Regions from separate parts of the Sus scrofa genome. Here region 2 is linked to region 1. A link is a contact called in public HiChIP or PLAC-seq data. All regions are on one chromosome and are shown on one strand. Each heading gives the region's core, a stretch centred on a gene start, on an enhancer-like site or on the middle of the called end of the contact. The rest is flanking DNA. Distances are from core to core; before and after follow the strand shown. Region 1 overlaps LITAF (lipopolysaccharide-induced tumor necrosis factor-alpha factor). Region 2 overlaps LOC102157603.

What was found. HiChIP or PLAC-seq counts read pairs in DNA pulled down with a chosen protein or histone mark.
Region 2: a contact with region 1 is called in an H3K27ac HiChIP or PLAC-seq map of alveolar macrophages. The contact joins two enhancer-like sites. A contact is called at or near these places in 2 of 2 datasets of contacts at active chromatin or transcription factors (alveolar macrophages and skeletal muscle).

Annotation. Positions count from the first base shown.
Region 1 is chr3:31,559,313-31,566,336 of Sscrofa11.1, reverse strand. LITAF (lipopolysaccharide-induced tumor necrosis factor-alpha factor) reads right to left here. Exons shown (of 4, transcript XM_021086604.1): 2 at 192-416. The coding sequence starts at 411. Among named protein-coding and RNA genes, the nearest start is that of LITAF, 80 kb to the right of the region's middle. Within about 2 kb of position 2,791, at least 39 of the 83 cell types and tissues checked have an H3K27ac peak or open chromatin away from gene starts, as enhancers often do. A contact at or near this core is called in alveolar macrophages, where this site is marked.
Region 2 is chr3:31,740,286-31,747,309 of Sscrofa11.1, reverse strand. It overlaps LOC102157603, which reads right to left. Exons shown (of 53, transcript XM_021086611.1): 31 at 6,430-6,542; 32 at 5,639-5,720; 33 at 2,944-3,081; 34 at 865-1,039. Among named protein-coding and RNA genes, the nearest start is that of RMI2, 71 kb to the left of the region's middle. Within about 2 kb of position 3,364, at least 3 of the 83 cell types and tissues checked have an H3K27ac peak or open chromatin away from gene starts, as enhancers often do. A contact at or near this core is called in alveolar macrophages, where this site is marked.

The DNA of each region.
Region 1 (7,024 bases), core at 1,542-4,041:
CATCCCTGGCCTGGGAATGGCCAGAAAGAAAAACAGATGTGAAATTTCAGGACCAGGGGGTGGGGGTGGGGGGACACTGAGCTGACTGGCTTAGACCCTGGGGCAAAGCACCTGCGCTGCTCCCCTGATTCTCTGGGGGTCCCAGGGTGGGGGGCCAAGGAGAGGTACGGGGGGTGGGAGGCCGTACATACTTGCGTTGGCATTGGGGACGGGCACTGGCTGGGTATAGTACCCAGGAGGATTCATGCCCTTTCCGTCCGGGCCAGTCATGAGCCCCGTGGTTGGCCCAGGCACAGGTGCTGGAGGCGTGGGGTAGTAACTGTTTACGGCCAGTGTCTCTTCATAGGACGGGGGCGAGGTGGGTGCCGAGGAAGGCCCAGCGGCCGCCTGGTAGGCTCCTGGAGCAGACATGGTACCTAAAGCGAAGCCAGAGGATTCCAGATCAGAAATGCAATGAACAGTTTATTTTCCCCTCTCTCTTGTCCACCCTGGCTTTCGTTTCTACCTGCCAAACAGAAAAATTGGAGGAAACAACTTGTATCCAGCCTTGCCAAAAGCCAGCGAGGGAGTTAGCATCCTTCCCGGACCCACGGATTACAACCTTAACCAGAGATTCCTTTCGTAAAAGGCAGATCATGACAAAAATCAGCAAGTCCTCAGGGGAAACAAACATCAGCCAAATGTGAGATGGTTTTTTTTCACACTTGAAAACCATCACCCAACCAAGACCTGTCTTTCACAGCTAGTGTTTTTTCTTTCCTTTTCTTTTTTTTAAATGAACCACTGCAGTTTTGCCCAACAGTGTTCCAGGGGACGTAAAAGACAAATGCATTCAAAAGCCAACCACAAACGATGACAACGGTTAATACGGAGCAAAACAGGCCAGATGCCAAAAACATGTCCTGTTTGATGCCGCGCATCTGATGTCCAGAAACTTGGGGCTCAAAAGGTAAAAGGAATCTTGGGGCTAAAAGTCAAGAAATGGGCTGGTCTTAGGACGGGAAGCAGAGTCGGGAAGGGGGCCTGAGGGGGACCAGGCATGTTCTCCTTCTTCATCTGGGGGTGGTTACAGAGGAATGTCCACTTTGTGAAAATTCAAGTTGCACAATTAAGTCATGTGTTCTTTTCTGTATATACATCAATGGTTTTTTAAAAAGTAAACACAAACAGATGCATGCACACCAACTAGCGCCCCCCCCCCGCCTTTTTTCTTTTATGGCCGCGCTGCAACATGTGGTGTTTCCAGACCGGGATCAGATCCAAGCCGCAGTCACGACCTCCACCGCAGCTACGGCAATGGCAGCTCCATGAACCCACTGTGCCGGACCGGGGATCGAACCTGCCTCCTGGCGCTGCACAGACACCTCCCATCCTGTTGCGCCCCAGCAAGAACTCCCTAGTTCTCATTTTTAAAAATAAGAATCAGAATGGCCAGGCACACGTGTCCTTTTGTGAAGGCAAAGAAAAGGTTTTTTTTTTTGCCCCGGCAGAGCTGTGCCTGCCTAGAATTACACCGCCTGGACCCGGGGTGTGTTCCTGTCTGCGGTTCCAGGCTCCGCAGCCCCTGGGCCACTGGCGAAGGACACAGTGCCGTCCTTTGTCTGGTTCTGTTTTTCCAACGGGGCAGGGCTACCGCCGTGTGTTAGACGATCCACTGAAACCTGTCTCAGGAGAAACGGGGCTTGACGACAGTGGATCACAGTCGGACAGGCCTGCCACCGCTTCCCACGCACGCTACCTCCTCTTCTAGAACCCACAGAATCGGAGGCAGCAGTCCATTCTGCTGTGGGGAGAAGGGGAGCGTCCTGCGGGGACGCTGAGCCTTCCAGCCCGGCCTCAAAGAGGAGATTCCTCTATGGAAAGAGATGAAGGGGCTTTCCAGGGCAAAGACAGGCACAGGAAAATCAATCTGCAAAAAACAAAACCAATCAATAATGCTAGATAGCTTGGGGCTGGGTGCTTGAAAATTTCAAAAGCCCCTCAGAGATGTTCGGACCTCATTCTGTAAGCCTGTGTTGTCTGATGGAACCTTCCAGAAGGATAGTCTGGGCTGTCCAATATGGTCACCGGCAGCCCCACGAGACTGCTGAGCACTTGGAATGGACAGAGGATCTGAATTGTTCAATTATATTTAAGTAATTTATTATTATTATTATTACTATTACTATTTTTATTATTGCTTTTTAGGGCCACACCTGTGGCAAATGGAGGTTCCCAGGCTAGGGGTCAAATTGGAGCTATAGCTGCCTGCCTACACCACAGCCACAGCAACGAGGGATCTGAGCCTTGTCTGTGGCCTACACCACAGCTCACGGCAACGCCGGATCCTTAACCCACTGAGCAAGGCCAGGGATCGAACCCGCAATCTCACGGTTCCCAGTCGGATTCGTTAACCACCGCGCCACAACGGGAGTGCCTGTTTTTACTTCTTAAAATGTGGGTACCAGACAGTGCTACATCGCCTGTGTGGCTTGCTTTCTGGTTTTACGGGACAGCAATGCTATGGAGCAACGGGAGCCATGGAAGGTTACAGAGAAGAGGAAAGGCCCAACCTTGGACAGCAAAGACGAGGCAGAGCTGTTCCAGAAACACGAAGCAAAGCCCCTAGGTGTGGGCGGGTTGGGGCGGAGTGGGGTGTCTGCATTACCAGGCTACAGAAGGGTAACCACACATGGGTTAACAAGACCCTGGACGTCTTTGCGACACGGGTTCACGGTTTCAAACTGAGACTGACTTTGAAGCGCGGTTAAGGTATATGACTGTGTCAGTGTCCTCTGACACAACAGGAAAGGAAGGGGCAGAGGCAGGAGGCAAGACAGGGTGCAGACAGCAGCCCAGGACACCTCCCTACCAGGCTCCCCTCTGAGGCTGGCTGTTGTCCCCTCCCGGCCCGCGGGGGCTCCATCCCCACCCCCATCTGCGGCCTGGGCCCCAGGAGACTTCAGCCAGGTGACCTCTGAGTGCAACGTCACAGACTCACTGGCCCTTCCTGTCTCAGGAAGGGCTGACCCAGAGCTGCTGCCACGATGTATGATGAAAACTGAGTCACAGGAAAAAAAAAAAAAAAAAAAAACAGAAGAGCAAAAAGTGTCGGGCGGCCAGAAAGCCTCAAAGAGCAGTTTGCCGTGGTTGCGAAGGGAGGGCTTTGGGAGGCAAAAGAGAGGGGCTTGGGGCACCCAACATTCTGCAGATAGTTTGGGTCAAACCATTGGCCCTTTCCCGCAAAAGGGAAGGAACCCAGCCAGAGGCTGTGTTGCTGAGAACTAATGCACAGGTGTTAGGAAGCTGGGGGGGTCAGGAGGGCAACCTCCCGAGACATCTAGAAGGAAGGAAGGGTCTGAGCTTCTGGTTCTGGAAGGAAATTAACACCCCACCCCCGTTTTATGGACCATCATCAACTTTCTTGGGCTCACATCCTGTGTTCTGGAACTTCAGGACACTGCCTTTTGGGAACATTGCTTGTGGATCAAACAGCCCCATAAACATGCTCATAACGCTGAAAAGAACATGAGCAACAAGCGGGAAAGGTTTGAAAAAAGAGAGAGAGAGGAAAAAAATATATATAACCAGCTGCTTTGCAAGCTTTCTAAATAAATTCCACAGCCTGCCCTCCCCCAGGCCCCAGGCCCGGAAATGCCACTTCAGTCAGCCCATTTCTTTTTTTTTTCCCTCCCCCCCTCATTTCTTTTTAATTTGGTTCCCCCAGGGGCAGGAGGCCCACCCAGCCACCCTTTCCGAAAGGATCTGTTCAAATGGCTTCCACCCACCCCTCACTCCTGCCACGTGAAACTCTTAAGAACAGCCCGAATTCGGACACAAACACACAGGCACAGACACACACACACACACACTCTTTCTCTCTCTCTCTCTCTCTCTCTCTCTCTCTCTCTCTCTCTCTCTCTCTCTCTCTCTCCATCGCTCATTTTCCATCTGCATCACGCATCTGCATCACTCAAGAGCAGGCCACCTGTGTGCAAGATCCCATCTAATAAGACTTGTGTCCCTTTTTCTGGGACACCCTGGAAACCACAGGACAGCATCTCTGAGTTTAACAGAACAGCCAAGCCGCAGTTTTGCCACAGAAAGCACAGCCTTGAGAATCTTGGGTGCTTGGGGCGGGCTCTGCAGAGCCCTGGCTGCCATCGTTACAGGGAGCTCCGTGGGGGGAATAAAAGAACACACAAGGGGGCGGTCTCCCTCCCCCATCCCTCGTTGTTTTTAACTTTGTTATTAGGCCCTGAGAGTGACTTTTCTCGACTGTCCATTTAAAAGGAGACATTGGGGTGTGATGATCATTATAATAATAAAAAATGCTAAAAAATTTAAAATTTCTCTAAGGTACTTAACAGAAAAAAATTTGATCTAAGGTACTTATCAGAAAAAAAAATTTAAAGGACATGCGGTAAAATTTGTTTTTGTTTTTGTTTTCTGTCTTTTTGCCATTTCTTGGGCCGCTCCCTCGGCACATGAAGGTTCCCAGGCTAGGGGTTGAATAGGAGCTAGCCACTGGCCTACGCCACAGCCACAGCAACGCGGGATCCAAGCCGCATCTGCAACCTACACCACAGCTCACGTCAACGACGGATCCTTAACCCACTGAGCAAGGCCAGGGATCGAACCCGCAACCCCGTGGTTCCTAGTCGGATTCGTTAACCACTGAGCCACGACAGGAACTCCCAGGACATGCTGCAAAATTTGGTTGTGATGATTGCTGTACACCTATAAATGTAATAAAACTCATTAGTAAAAAATAATAATCTATCCGTTAGTAAATAAATAAATAAATAAAAAGAAAACTGCAATCTCAAAAAAAAAAAAAAACCAAATAAATAAAAGGACCCATTGAAGAGGATTCTCTATCCACCTGCCACCTGCCGCCACAGAAAAGAAGAAAATGCGAAGGGCTTTTCTGTTTTCACCATCTCAGAGTGACTCTTCTACTAGCTCCGTGCAAATTCAGAAAGAGGAGCTTCAAACACATTTTTAAAATATGGAAAACCTGACCGGGGCTGGCCTCATGGGCCTGAGACCCGAGGGGTCCCAGGCAGCCCTACGTTCAGAAGGGCCTGCGCTCCGCTGGACGCTGCCGCGGTCTTGAGGTTCCGAATATGTCCCGAACCAGGGGCGGGGCCCTGCCTTTCCACGCCGCCCTGGGGCCCAGTGTTCCCGAGCCACATGTGACCGCTGGTTACAGAAAAGGGAAAGAGGCATTTCTGACACACGAAGAGATGCACTCCCCATGCAGCAAGAAACAGGCTTAGACCTAGAAACTGGCCCAGGATCAGCTGCATGACCAGCGCCCCCTTTCTCATCTGTAAATATGCCAACTGGAATTCTGGGGGGCCTAGGCTAAAAACATCCCTTGTTCTTTTTTTTTTTTTTTTTTTTTTTGTCTTTTTGTCTTTTCTAGGGCTGCTCCCGCGGCAATATGGAGGTTCCCAGGCTAGGGGTTGAATAGGATCTGCAGCCGCCGACCTACACCACAGCCACAGCAACGTGGGATCCGAGCCGAGTCTGCGACCTACACCATGGCTCAAGGCAACACCGGATCCTTAACCCACTGGGCAAGGCCAGGGATCGAACCCGCAACCTCATGGTTCCCAGTCGGATTCGTTAACCACTGAGCCACGACGGGAACTCCAAAACATCCCTTGTTCTAGTCTCAGCGATTCACTGGATGAAAAATGTTCCCTTAAACGGGCAGTGAGAGCTAAATGTATATTTGTTCCTGGGCCTACAGACATGCGTCTGGGGGGGTAGCTCATTCACTGACCCTGGCATAAAACAAGAGTTCCCAATCTTGTTTTCATTACAGCTGCCTTCCCCGCCCCTGGCCATCCTGCCCCTAAGGAAAAAAATTAAATTATATTTAAATTCAATTAATTGATTTAAATATAATTTAATTCCTCCCTAACAAGAAAAACTTAAGACTAAGAAATAAGATTTGGCTGGGCAGGGATGCGTTTGGGAGAGCCACACGGCACGGTGCTATCTCAGGCTTTGGTTCACCTACCTCTTCCTTCCCCCAAGAACCCATTTCCATTCCCTTGGGTTCTCACGGAGCACCCACTGTTTGGAGAGAGGTATTCGGGCCCAATGAGTTTCCCAAATCACTAACATTTCTTCATTTGATATTTCTAAAAACGTGTCCCCTCTCTTCTTGGTGTCACCAGCGCAGTCATCGAGTGCTGGGATCCCTTACATCTGAATATTCGTTTCCGGGCAAGCCCAGCTTTCTCTGATTTAATCTCATGAGTCACGGCAGAGAGAAGGGCAAGGGCGGACTGGGTAAGGGTGATCAGCCTGGGATGCTGCTTTCTGCTGTACTGGAGCCAGGCGGGGCGGGGCTGGCCTGGCTGGTGTCCACTTCCTCCTGCATTGGTCACTCCTCCAGGTCTTTTTTTTTTTAGGGCTGCACCCTAAAAAATACGGAGGTTCCCAGGCTAGGAGTCCAATCGGAGCTACTACAGCTGACAGCCTAAGCCACAGCCACAGCCATGCCAGATTCAAGCCGCGTCTGTGACCTACACCACAGCTCATGGCAATGCCAGATCCTTAACCCGCTGATCGAGGCCGGGGATCGAACCCACATCCTCACGGATACGAGTCAGATTCGTTTCTGCTGCACCACAACGGGAACTCCTCCTCCAGATCTTGAAGATGCTGCTGAGTCCTCCCACCCCAGGAAGCGAAGGGTGCTTAGAGGTACCAGAGCCCAGAAGGTTCCGGGCTGAGCAGAATCTACAACTCAGTCGCACCCTTGCTGCTCTGCACCCCATCCGCGACTCATAACTGCATTAAGACGAACCTTAACGGGCTCTTCCTTTACTGCAGCCGGGCCTGTGATTCACACCCCTACACCTGTCACCCCATGTCCTTCCCACACCCCCGAGTTAGGAATTCTTGTTTTTGTTTTTTTCTTTTTAGGGCTGCACCTTTGGCATATGTAAGTTCCCAGGCCAGGGGTGGAATCGGAGCTGCACCCAACTACCACCCAACTTAACGCCGCAGCTTGTGGCAATGT
Region 2 (7,024 bases), core at 2,115-4,614, 180 kb before region 1:
GCCTCCGCAGCCGGGGGCTGCACTGTGTCTCCCGGTTGGCAGGCCAGCAGGCTGGGCTCTGCTCTGTGTTAAGGGGCTCCTCAAACACAGATTGACAGTCTAGGGGTCTGCATACCCCCCCGTTGGCGGGGGGACTGTTTCCTGGTGGGCCTCGGGGGTCCCAGGTACCATCATTGAGGCGGCTGCGGGGTGGCTCCGTGGAACAGCACTCACCTCCCCCCTGGCAGCCTTCAGCCGGTCAGCTTTGGCTCTGAAGCCTCCCGGGCATGATGGGGCTGCCACGCCACACACACTCGGGGCCCGCCCTCTGGTCTTCTCACACTCGGGTCAAACCCCAGCTCCTTGTCAGGGCCTGAGACCCCGCGGGACCCGGTTCCTCCCACCTCTCCCACTTCACCTCCCACCCCCAGCCCCCCGCTCCTTCCTCCAGTCCACTCAGCCACATGCCTCCCTGCTGCTGCTCCAGCCCCAAAGCGCCTTCCCACCCCAGGGCCTTTGCACCTGCTCTTCCTCTGCCTGCAATGCTCTCCCCGTGACTTCGCTTTCTTGTGATTCAGGGCTCAGTGTGAACATCACCCTCCTCGAATGTCGCCTTCCCAGATCACCCCACTGGGAGGAACCCCGCACCCCCAAACCAAACCCCGCTTGTTTTCATAGCCCTTCTTGCTCTTGGAGATGCCCTGATGTTATCTCGGGTGCACGTCCTTGCTGACTGCCCGCCTCCCCGCAGGGTGGGGACCTGGCCGTCTTATTTCCTGATGGATCCTCAGTGCCTGGAACAGCACCTGGGATAAGTGGGTGCTCAGTGACGATGCTCTGAGTGGGTGAAGGGGCCGCCCCTGCTGTGGTCCCTGGGACACTCACTCTGCAGGGCGAGAGTCCCAGTGGGTTTGAGGAAAGGCCCGGAGAGGCTCCCGTTGAGGCTCCCATTGAAGGCCACCTCCTGGCCGTCCCACTGCACCGAGTGGTACAGGACACGGGTGCCACGGGCTTGCTCATATGAGGTCTGCAGGACTAGCTCCCCAGGAAGGGCGCTGAGCTGGAAGAGAAAGATGGACTGGGTCACTGGGGGGCCTGGCCCACAGTGCTGCTGAAGAAGGAAAGAGAGATGCTTTCAGCAGAGGGAATGCAGGAGGGTCTGCGGGGCTCTGCCAGTGCCTTGGGCTGGGTGGATAATGCAAGGGAGGGAGGGGAGGGTGGAAAGGGTGGGACAAACAGGAGACAGCATGCCCCCTGCAAGGAGGACTGCTGTCCCCAGCTCCACTTCCAAGCTGTGTGGCCTTGGGCTGGTTTCGCAACCTCTCTGAGCCTTAGCTTCCTCATTTTTTTTTTTTTTAAAGGGCTGTACCCATGGCATATGGTGGTTCCCAGGCTAGGGGTTGGATTGGAGCTATAGCCACCCATCTACACCACAGCCACAGCAATGCCGGATCTGAGTCACACCCATGACCTATGCTGCCTCCAAGAGCAACACCAGATCCCTTAGCCCACTAAGCAAGGCCAGGGATCAAACCCACATCCTCATGGATACTAGTTGGGTTCTAAACCCTCTGATCCACCACGGGAACTCCTACTCATCTTTAATATGGGGTAAGAATAACAGTGCCAGCTTCAGTGATATAGTGGGTGTGACATGCTTAGCCCAGAGCTAGACCCGTGGATGGTGCCATGTGGGGGCTGCTGAGGTGGGTGGTAGACTTTCTCAAACATTTAATGAGCAGGTATTATGTCCTCGACCAGGGCTGAGTACTGGGGTCCAATGATAACCAATACTAGTCCTGGCCCTTCGGGGGCTCCAGGTTGATGGAGAGAGGGTCACAGAAACAGAAAATGGTAGGACAAGGTGACAAGAATGGCCATGAAAGATATGCAAGGAACAAAGGAACACAGAGAAAGTAGGTGATGAACAAAGCAAGGAAGGGCATTCTAAGCAGAAGGAACAGTCTGTGCAAAGGCTCAGCAAGGGGCACTCTCCCTGCTGGTGGGTGCCACAGGTGGAGGGTGGCTCAAGGGCACTGTAGGGGACTTTTGTGGGTAGGAGCATAGTTTACTCTCTCTCTCTTTTTTTTTGGCTGTGCCCACAGCATGCGGAAATTCCTGGGCACGGTATTGAACCCACGCCACAGCAGTGACAATGCTGGATCCTTAACCTCTAGGCTACCAGGGAACTCCCATGCTCTTAAATGTCTCTAAAACTCATTGCTACCGCCCCACCTTGGTCCATGACACCATCATTCTCGCCCAGCTCACTGGCGTCTCTGCTGCCCCCTGCTGGTCCCTCCCAACACAGCAGCTCAGGGAATCCAAAAGCATCATTTGGATCACGTCCTCAAAAGACCTCCAGGTTCAAAGAGACTAAAATCCAAACTCCTCCCTGTGGCCTGACAGGCTCTGCATGCCTGGACCCCCTCCTGCTCACTGTCTCCCCCTTACCCACTGTGCTCCAGCCCAGTGGCCATTCCTTCAACATACCCAATTCATTCCTGCCCCAGGCCCTTTGCACATCTTGTTCTCTCTGCCTGGAATGCCCTTTCGCCAGCTTGCCAATGGCTGATACTTCCTTGCCTGTCATTGGGGGTAGTTCAAATGTCTCCCCCTTAGTGGGGCCTATCCTGGACACCTGCATAGTTCTCCGTAATTCCTACTCGCATCCCCTATTCTGTTTTTTCTATAGGCTATATCATCATCTGGCCTTTTTCCTTCTTATTTTTTGGTCAGTCTCCCCACTATACTCTACACTTGAGGAAGGACCCATCAGGCCTGTTCCAGGCAATATTCTCAGCTTCTGGAATAGTTCCCGGCTTGGTACCTAGAAGATGCTCAAAAAATGGAAACTGACATCACAGCCCTGCCTGCACCGGATCCTTCCCGGAATCTCTCTTATTTCAAAGAGCTGCCCCAGGAACCACCCCCTCTGCCCTGGCCCTGGCCCCCTCCACACACCTGGGGGAAGGTCTGTTCCAGCTTGATGATGTTGGCAAGACTGTTCTTGGCAGCTACGAGCCTGGTGCCGACGTGGAAATGATGCTCCTCCATCCTCAAGACAAACGTGCTCTCGGCTCCACCCTCCGAGTATCGCAGCTGGGTTGGAAGAAAAGCAGGTCAGATCTTTGCAGGTGTAACACTCAGGAAGACGCTGGCTCCATGCTCTACGTAAGCTCTGCTTCCCAAAGCCCCAGGCCCCCCCCAAACTCACAGCTCCCTGGGTGGGATAAAGGCTGATGTGAGGGTCCTGAATCTCCATTTCAACGACCAGGTGTGACCATGACAACAATCTCCCAGTGCCCTTCACGCTATGACACTGACTTGAAAAGAGCCAGTGGCCTGGGCGGGCAGGCAAGAATTCTAGCTGTACGATCACTGTAGACAGCAGGACGGGCAAATGCCCAGGACCACACACAGGCATCGGGCATGGCATCCAACATGGCTCTTCCAGGTATGGGTGAAGAACCTCCGGCTAGTTCTTTACCTACACGAGCCTCCCTTTCCAACCTGATAAATGGCGATAAGGATACCTGCTTTATTAATGGGTTGATATGAAAATTATATGAAATAATGTGCTAACTTCCACGTTGGCCGGATAGCGGAAATCACTTAGGGCACTTGCTAAAAATACAGATTCTAGGCCCCACCCTAAGACCTTTAAAAATGGAACCTCTTGGAACAGGGCCTAGAACTGGTGTTTTTAAAAGCTCTGCAGATGCCCCATTAACTTTGCGATGCCCCTGTGAAAAATGTCCACCTTGAATTACGTCTTAGACAAACAATCTGACAAATTCAGATGTGTGATTAAAAAAAATTGCCTGGACACTGGCAAGTCGCTAGTGTTTTGTTTTGTTGTCTTTTTGTCCTTTTAGAGCAGCACCTGCGGCATATGGAGGTTCCCAGGCCAGGAGTCAAATCAGAGCTGTAGCCGCTGGCCTACACCACAGCCACAGCCATGCAGAATCCGAGCCGCATCTGCGGCCTACACCACAGCTCACGGCAATGCCCGATTCTTAACCCACTGAGCAAGGCCAGGGATCGAACCTGCAACCTCATGGTTCCTAGTTGGATTTGTTAACCGCTGCGCCACGACAGGAACTCCTGGAGTCAGCCTTTCTGGCCAAAGTTGTCCCTCCTCCTGATCTTGCAAATAAAGTGTTACTGGAACACAGTCAGGCCCATTTATTTAAATACTGTCTGTGGCTGCTTTTTCGTTGCAGGGGTGAGATGAACAGTTGCAAGAGAGCCGGAATTGGGTGTAAAGGCTAAAACAGTTCTTACAAAACAGCTGGAAAGGGCATTATTGCACAAGAAGAATTCTTGTGGCAACTGGGAAATGTTTTACAAACTATATGTCTGATAATGTCACCCGTTAAGTTTCCTGAATTTTGTAATTCTATTGGGTCACACAAGAAAATAGCCTTGTTACAGGAATAAAGAGGTATGCTATCTCCGAAAACATCTCAGGATCAACTCATGACAATACAGAAAAAAAAATGGGTACGAATACACAAATGTATAAGCATATGTAAGTATAAGCGGAAAGATGTGGCAAGATATTACCAATCGGTGCTATAAGAGAAATACCCGGGATGTATGGATAACAGGATGACTGCAGCCAAGCCTGCTGTCTGGTATATTTGAAAGTTAAGAGACCAGATCCTGGGAGTTCCCACTGTGGTGCAGCAGTGGGATAAAACATCACGATAAAACCGGTGGAGGGAATCCGATTTACGAATGTCCACCGTCCTACAGGAACTTTCCTATAGGTTGGAAATTATTCAAAATAAAAACGGGGGAAAACGAAATGGTGCCCTGAATGGTGGGTGCCGTGAATGTGGGGAGCACAGAGATTGTACATGCGTGAGCGGGGACAGGCCTGGCACACAATAGGTGCCCTATAAACAATGGCAGCCTGCGCCAGGCCAGGGAGGGGGCGGCGAGTGGGGTTAGGAAGCGACCCATGGGGGAGTGTGATCGCTCACTTGTTGGCTGCCCGTTTGTTCATTCATTCTCCTTCACGGAGCATCTATGAGGTGCTGGGCCCTGTGCCAGGTCCTGGGTACACCCTCCAGGACACCCTGATTGGGGGAAGAGGGGCAGACAGAAATAAACAGTGGCAGCCCAGAGGGTGGGGGTCTCACGGGCCCTCCCCGCTAACTCGAGGACCCCCAGATGCCACCCTCAGGGCAGATGCACGTGTGCCGGAGGTCCTGCAGGTTCCAGGTGAAAACGGGATTCATGGACAGGCAGGGAGCCCCGCAGAGACCCCAGGCCATGGGAACACACATGTGACACCTGGGAGGTGATGCTGGCTCAGCTCAAAGGCTGAGTGATCTGATCTGGCCACTGGGCATGTGCCAGGCAGGATGAGGCGGCGCCAGGCGCCAGGCACTGGGTAGACAAGCCTCCCCCGGCTCCTGAGGGTCTCCTGGGCCCGGCTGGGGGCTGAGGGGGCTGGGCCAGGAATGTAAACCGGGGCCTGTTTGGGAAAGCTGGAGCCAGGGGTTTCCGCGGGTGGCCCAGCGGGGCCGGCCGACAGATGTGGATGTGTGAACACTCCCCAGCGGGGCCGGCCTGCGTGGCCTCCACCCACCATGGGCAGGGCATCTGGAACCAGTTAGGAGCTCGGGGGCGGCCGGGACACCGTTACCTTGGCTGAGGCTGAGGCTCTGCTGGGGCAGCAGCCTAGGAGGATGGGGAGGTGATGCTGGCCTGACAGCTGCAGCTCTTTCCTGAAAGGAGAGACAGGCCTGGCTTGAGGGTGCTGTGGGCAGGGCCCCAGGGCAGGGTCAGGAGCAAGCCAGCCTCCCCAGCAGAGGGCTGGAGTCCCAGGAACGCAGCAGCAGCCCCACGAAGGCCTAGTCATGCGCCTGAGGGCCACCCGGTACAATGGTTAGGGTTAGGGTCCCAACTTGGCCTCAGCCTAGTCCTGGCACATCAGGCAAGCCCTGCAGCTTCCCCTTCACACAGAGGCTATGGTGGGACCAGGAGGCCTCTCTTCTGCAGGCCCACCAATGAATGGGCTCCCAAGAGTTGGCCAGTGAAGTCTCAGCAGGGCCTGGATGGTGAGATTTATTTTTAATTTATTTATTTTTTAGGGCCGCACCTGTGGCATACAGAGGTTCCCAGGCTAGGGGTCGAATCGCAACTGTAGCTGCCGGCCTACAGTGACGCAGGATCTGGGCCGAGTCCGTGACCTATACCCACCGCTCACGGTAACGCTGGATCCTTAACCCACTGAGCGAGGCCAGGGATCAAACCTGTGTCCTCACGATACTAGCTGTGTTCTTAACCCACTGAGCCACATGGGAGCTCCTGAGCCTGCCTTTCTGCATCTGTGCAGTGGGGCTGGAGGAGGCCCTGTGGGTCGGGTGCTCAGCTGAGGTCTCCCTCACCCGTCCCTCCCCTTTAGGGGCCCTCAGAGCATAGAGAACGCCTCACCTGAGTGCCCGGTTCTGGCCATGGATGTTGAGGACCAGGCTGGCTTGAGAATCGCACGTCAGCTGCAGGGATAAGCTCACCTCTCCCTCTGCCCAGAGCTCTCGGCACACGAGCTGAAGAGGAAGCAGGATGGAAGGAGGCAGGCTGGGAGCCTGGGGGCCTGACAACCGTCATAGGCCAGGCCACATGCCTCAGTCCAGTACATCCCCACCCCCAGCCTGGCGTGATGTGGCAGATGTCCCGCAGGCCTGGGGCCACCTAGCAACCTCTTGGATGGTGAAGACCCACGGGCAGGGCCTGACTCTGCTACCTGGATGCAGCTGGGTCACCTGCCATGGGCCCCCAGCACTGACCTGTGCCCCAGACATCAGCAAAGAACAACCTCCCTGGAGCTCCCGTGGTGGCACAGCAGGTTAAGGACCCGGCATACTGTTTGTGAGGTTGCGGGTTCGATCTCTGGCCTTGTTCAGTGGGTTAAGGTTCTGGTGCTGCCGCAAGCTGCAGTGTGGGTTGTGGATGCAGCTTGGATCTCACCTGGCTGTGGCTGTGATGTAGGCCGGCAGCTGCAGCCCCAATTCAACTCCTAGCCTGGGAA